2 separate regions of the Macaca mulatta genome follow, and region 1 is linked to region 2. Evidence: chromatin contacts called from public Hi-C data. All regions are on one chromosome and are shown on one strand. Each heading gives the region's core, a stretch centred on a gene start, on an enhancer-like site or on the middle of the called end of the contact. The rest is flanking DNA. Distances are from core to core; before and after follow the strand shown. Region 1 holds the start of WLS (Wnt ligand secretion mediator). Region 2 has its middle 110 kb from the start of WLS.

Region 1 (3,329 bases), core at 384-2,883, 110 kb before region 2:
ACAGTCACCGGCTCTCGGGGCTCTAAGAAGTGGGGGAAGGGATATTCGCGAGTGGGCAAGAGGCCAAAAGCAACAGCTTTCGGATACGCTTTTCCCCTCCGACCTCTCCAACTTCCCGCAGCGTTGGTCGAGGACTCCCTCCCACTCCACCCCATCCTATCCAACCGCCCGGCCCACAATTCGGACCTGTACACGGCAGAGCGTGGGGTGGAGTGCGGCGGGAAAGCAGGGCGCGAAGGTCGGGACCCCAAAATGCAAACCCTCAGCGCCTAGCAAAGACGACCAAATGCATTTACAACCATGCAAGTATCTCAGCCTTGTAACAGAGCTCCGGATTTGCGCCGGGCGCAGTTCCCCGACTCTTCTGTTGTTCCTAATAAAGTCGATTACGTTGCCCTCCCGGAGCTGATTGGAAGGGACCGGAGAGGAAAAGGGGGGGAACGCGGGAAAAAGCAGGGGGGGCGGCGAGCAATCAACTTTGTAACCCAGCGCTTCCTCGCGCGATCCGTCGCCATGCTTAAGATTCCCACCCCCGCCGCCCCCCTCCTGCCTTTCAAGTGGATACTGAAACTAGGCCAAAACTTTTTCCCCTCCTTTTCTCTTAGCCACTAGACTGGATTGTGCCCCACGGAGCCCCATGGAGCTCTGCTTTCTTAAGCACAATAGCCGGACTAATTAGATCATAGAAGCAAGGCAGTGATACTGTAACAAGTAGCCCAAGAGGCAAAGAGGGAAGGGGCCCGAAAAGACAGAAAGGGGGAAAAGTTTGCAGCTCTCCGCACTTACCAATCAAGCCTCCCACCAGAAAGGCGATGATTTGGAACACAAGCAGAATCCCACCAACAATGCACAGCTTCTTGGTGCTCATGTTTTCTATAATTGCCCCAGCCATTTTTGCGCCCCCCCTTTTTCTTTTCTCCTTGAAATAAATGTTTTAGGGTGAGCTTTTTGCTCCCTCCTCTCACACACTCCGTCCTCCCTCGCCTCCTTTCTGGGCGCTGCAAAACTTCAGAGGTGCTGGAGCGCGGCGAGGAAGGGACCGGGACGGAAGGCGCCCGCACGGATTCCCCCGGCGCAGCCGGCTCGGGCTCCCCCAATGCCCGGAGCTGTGATTGTGGCCGCTCCGCCGCCTGTGGACGCTTAAAGGAGCAGGGAAGCGGATCACATGACGCCGCCTCCCTCCCTTTCTTCCTCCCTCCCTCTCGCGCTTCCTCCCTCCCTCCCTCCCTCTCTTCCTCTACCCCTTTCCCACCAGTTCGGGGCTCAGAGCTCTGGCGGGTGCTGGCGCCCGGCTCCCGAGCCTGGCCTGCAACCTGTCCCTCCAGGGACTGGTGCCATTTGGGGGTTGCTGTTGATGTTAAGCGAGTTCCCCCTGCCCAGCTTCTCACAGGTTTCCTTTTCTGGTTTCCGAAGTGCGAGATTTAAATCACCGGTGGACCGCCTTGCAGACCTTTAACTTACGCGTTGACTTGAGGAAACGGTCCCCACCCCACCCCCAACTGCTAGAACTCTCTTTGGGAAAGAGGAGGAGAATTTTTTTAAAAGGGCCCAATAGATGCCTAAGTCAAAACACAGAGATGCGGAATAAAGTCTCAGCTCGAATTCTTTCTACCAGGTTCCCAGCCTCGTTATTGGACACAGAACCAGCTAAATTCCCCACGGCGCCCCTTGAGGAACCTGGCGCTCCAGCCAAATCAGACCACTGTTCGTTACTCCAGCGCCTGTGCTTCCACAGCCTTAACCCTGGTGATTGCCTTAAAGAGAACATGTTCTACTCCATCAATTTTAAACCTGATCCAAAACCAATTAGTCTAAAAAAAAAATCTAATTTTCCACACCACCTCCATGCAGTATCTCTGGGAACTGAGTCCCTACAATCCTGTGTTTACATTTTTACTTCCTATTGTAAGGATTTGTGTACGCGTTTGTCTCCACCACTGAGCTGTAAACTCCTGGGGAATAGGGACCAAGTTTTTTTTTGTTCTTTGTACCCCCCATGGTGCCTAACAAAATGCTAGCTCTAGTAGGTGCCCCATAATCTTTGGTGGAATGAATAAGTGAATGTGAAAGCAAGCCCACAGTTTGTATTTCAAAAGTCTAAAGAGATCTTAGTTGGTTTAGAGGGTACACATATTAAGTTGCAATGTTTGTTGTCTCTTTGTGAGAAATCATATATTTATAGTTATACTTAACTTCCCTAAAAAGAGGGGCGGGACTCCTGATAGAGATTTCCTGCTCTATCAAGTCTAAATTTCTGGTTTTCCATGTTTCATAAACTGGCCACTTTGTCAATACAACTCACCTTACTCAATAGACCCTTGGTTTGGTAAATACCCCACCTTGCTCCCCATACGCGCAGTTTCTACCACCACCACCCACACACCTGGTTTCTTGTCCCTCCCATCCTTACACACCCTCTTCATGCCAAGAGACTATTTTTCCCAGTCTTCTCTCCTCCTCTACTCTGTTCCTGAATTTTCATTGCCCTTATAGAAGATGTCATGCAGGTTACACTTAATAGAGGCATTCATTTCTAGTCTCCAAGTGGAACAGACACTTGTCAAGGACAAGCACCAAACTTTATGCATACAAAACTCCATCTCTTCACATCTAATAGTTCTTAACAGTTCTGAGGATATACAATCATGTGTCGCTAAGGATGTTTCAGTCAACAACAACATACCATGTATGTGACAATAGTCCTATAAGGTTATAAGACCATATTCTTGCAATACGTTTTCTATAGATATGTTTAGATACACAGAGTACTTACTCTTGCATTACAGTTGTCTATAGTCTTCAGTACAGTAACATGCCAGACAGGTTTGCAGTTGAGGAGCAATTGGCTACACGGTGTAGTTTAGGTCTGTAGTAGGTTATACTACATAGGTTTATGTAAATGCCCTCTATGACATTTGCACAATGACAAATCACCTAACAACACATTTTCAGAAAATATTCCCATCATTAAGCAATGCATGACTGTGGTTGTTATTTATCTATTCTCTCATGCAACTCTTTATCCAAGTCACTTATTGAGCCTTTAACATGTTCCAGGCTTTCTTTCTTAAGCACTCGAGGATACCAAGATGTCAAGGTACTTGCACCTGACCTAAAGGAACAAATGAGATGCTGGTTCTCCACCAAGATGATCCCCTGCTTTAAGAGAGCACTTATTAAATACTTATTTTAATTAAAAAGGGATATTTCTAATTGCTAATCAGTACTTCTGTCATGAGATTACCAGTAATGCCCAACTGAGTGGGAGTAGACACCTGTAATATTCATCACCATGGGCTGCTTTAAAAAAATATAATTTCTATCACATC
Region 2 (3,153 bases), core at 335-2,834:
TTAGTAGAGACGGGGTTTCACCAAGTTAGCCAGGATGGTCTCAATCTCTTGACCTCGTGATCTGCCTGCCTCGGTCTCCCAAAATGCTGGGATTATAGGCCTGAGCCACCGCGCCCAGCCCTGCTTATTTTCATGCCTACAAATTTTTGATTGAAGAGCAGACATTGCTCATGTTATGTTTTGGAAGGCGGATTTTTTTTCCAATCCTTCAAATACTCATTAGGCTTTATTCTGGGATGTAACTAAGTTACTTGGAAACAAATTGATCCTTTTGACTTGCTTTTAATCTTTGTCAGGAAAGACCAGATCAGTTTTTAGTATAGGATTAATTTAGCCTCATTGGCAAGGTGATAACTTTGGAGTACTCTATTTTGTACCCCATATCTTAGGAGGTCTTTTACTCTTTCTAGTAGAAAAAGAATATTCCCTGACCCTGAGTGAGTTCTGGAGATTGCTTTTTTCTGATGGTTCTCTCCCGGCTCGGTAGTTTCTTTACACATGTGTGCTGATTAGTGTAGACTAAAGATGCAAGGGGTCCCTCTGCATCTCTTTGTAGTTGTCTCCTTTACAGTACTCTGCCCAGAAATTTTAGCTGCCTGGCCTCCCAGTGCTCCAAACATTGTGTCCTTAAATTGCTAGGCTCCGTTTGGTTCCTCCCTCCTGTGATACAGCCTGGAAACATCCCCAGACGATGAGCTAGGGCATCACAGGACTCATCTTTTTGTTTCCCTTCACTTAAGGATCGCTGTCCTGCTTTGCATGTTTCTCAGTGTCTGAAAACCAATGTTTCATATGTTTTATTTAGAGTTTTATTTTTTTAAGGTGGAAGGGTAAATCCAGTCCCTGTTAGTCTATTGTGGCAAGAAGCAGAAGTTCACATCCCTACTTTAGGAACCGCAGCCCCACTTCTCACCAGCTATGTGGACCTAGGCAAGTTACATAACCTCCTGATACTCGGTTTCTTCCGTGGTAAAGTGTAAACTTATAGTAATACCTATTCATAGTAGGGTAGTTAGAATTGAGTAAAATAATCTATATGATGTACTTAGTCTGTTGCTTGGCACACAGCAAGAAGTTATAAAATTCTAGCAATGATGATGATATTGATGCTTAGAAAACATCTGTTTATGGTGAACTCAAAGCCACAAGTTTCTCAATGCCATAAGTTTCATGTCTATAAAATGTCCCGGGCTGACCGGGCGTGGTGGCTCATGCCTGTAATTCCAGCACTTTGGGAGGCCAAGGCGGGCGGATCCCTTATAAAAGGAGAATTTAATTCCCAGTGATAGTTCCCACATGGAGTAAATTTAACCTGATAAAAATCTCACGAGACTGTCCTTATTTTCCCCTTTCTCTTCTGATTAGTTACTACTTGGCACACAGACTGATGTTTAGGAATCACCACTTCATGTGCTCCTTTAAGCTGCTGGTCCATCTACCCCTGGCGTTCCTGCCACTCTGGGGTCTGGCTCAGGGTTTGCCATACTCCTTAGTTTGAATCCTCCTGTTAACCCCCCCCAGGGCCCTCTACTGCTATGCTGGCAGTACTCATTGCAACAGTAACAATTGCTCAATGCCTGTTTTACTCTATGCAATACTCATTGCAACAGTAACAATTGCTCAATGCCTGTTTTACTCACTACTGCCTGAGGAGTAACTTGATCACTGTCACTTGCAGAGTAGCTTCCAGGTACCTTTAAGTATTTATCAAATCAAATTTCATTTGACTTCTGGGCTGACTTTCCTTTGGAAGTGTTCTCTTATTAAATGCTAGCTGGGTCAGGTGACTGTGTCCTTCTTAGCCTATCACATCCTTTCTCCCTCCTCTGAATTCAGAGACCAGAAGGCTTTTCAAATTGTTTCCTGATGCATTCCCATGGCAAAGGAAAATGACAGAGGACGCCTGGAGGTCCAGGAATATAGATCTACGCTGCCCACCACATACAGGAAATTTATTTGAAGTCTCATGATTTAGCTGAAAATTGGTATGATTGTTTTATTCTACTCCACAAATTATCCACTTAGAAAAACCTCTCTTTTAGTTACTCACCATAGAGTAAAATGAAGGGTCTAAATGTCCTGCTTGCATATGTTGACTTCTAATTCTCCTTGACACTAGTGCTGTATGCCACACAGACTTAAGTTTGAGAAAATCTATGTTCTGCTCCTTTGGCCTTATGACCCTTGAGAGAGAAGATAAACCAGGCCTGGAAAGTTTTGTTGCAAAGATACAGATGGGTGGCCAGGTGCAAATAAATATGATATTCAAGCCTGGCTGGGTCCCTCTTATAACCTAGAGGCTTGCTAATCAAAGTGTGGCCTGAGGATCACGTGGGAGACTGTTAGGCATGCAGAATCTGATGCCCATCCCAACCTGCTGAGTCAGCATCTGCATTTTAGTAAGACCCGGAGGATATTAAGAAGCACATTAAAGTTTGAGAAGCACTGTCCTAGATAAATAGATCTTTACAAAATAGAAGTTTTAACAAAGTAACGACAGTATGAAAGGATGCTGACACCACTAATCATTAGGGAAATGCAAGTCAATACATCAGGGAAATGCAACAACTACAATGATCAGGCATACTTCACACCCATTAGGATGGCTATTAGAAAAAACAATGAAAAATAACAAGTGTTGACAAGGATGTGAGGAAATTGGAAGCTTTGTGAACATGGCTTGCAGGAATGTAACATGACAGAGCCAGTGTGGAAAACAGGACAGTTCCTCAAAAAATTAAACACAGAATGATGATATGATCAAGCAATTCCACTTCTGGGTATAGACCCAAAAGAATTGAAAGCAGAGATTCAAACAGATGTTTGCATTCCTATGTCACAATAGATAAAAAATGGAAACAATCAAAATATTCACAGATGGATGAATGGATAAACAAAACGTGGTATGTACACATGGACTATTATTCAGCTTTAGAAAGGAATGAACTGATACATGCCATGACATGGATGAACATTAAAGACGTTATGCTAAGTGAAGTGAGAAATAATCCAGACAGAAAAGGCCAAGTGTTTTATGATTCTATGTATATGAGGTACCCAAAATAGCCAAATTCACAGAGACAGAAAGTAGAATAATAGTTTCTAGGGGCAGTGGGGAGGGGAGAATAGGGATTTATGATTTAATGCGTACAG

Evidence for each region. Hi-C and Micro-C count contacts between places; a contact is called where the count stands out from the background.
Region 1: a Hi-C map of fetal cortex germinal zone shows a contact between it and region 2, with 1.6 times the contacts expected there. The contact joins the promoter of WLS here to the enhancer-like site in region 2. A contact is called at or near these places in 4 of 14 Hi-C or Micro-C datasets (blood, fetal cortex germinal zone, fibroblasts and 1 more).

The regions. Positions count from the first base shown.
Region 1 is chr1:172,368,115-172,371,443 of T2T-MMU8v2.0, reverse strand. It overlaps WLS (Wnt ligand secretion mediator), which reads right to left and starts at 1,633. Exons shown (of 12, transcript XM_028832614.2): 1 at 1,253-1,633.
Region 2 is chr1:172,263,117-172,266,269 of T2T-MMU8v2.0, reverse strand. No RefSeq gene overlaps it. Among named protein-coding and RNA genes, the nearest start is that of WLS, 110 kb to the left of the region's middle. Within about 2 kb of position 1,584, at least 5 of the 40 cell types and tissues checked have an H3K27ac peak or open chromatin away from gene starts, as enhancers often do.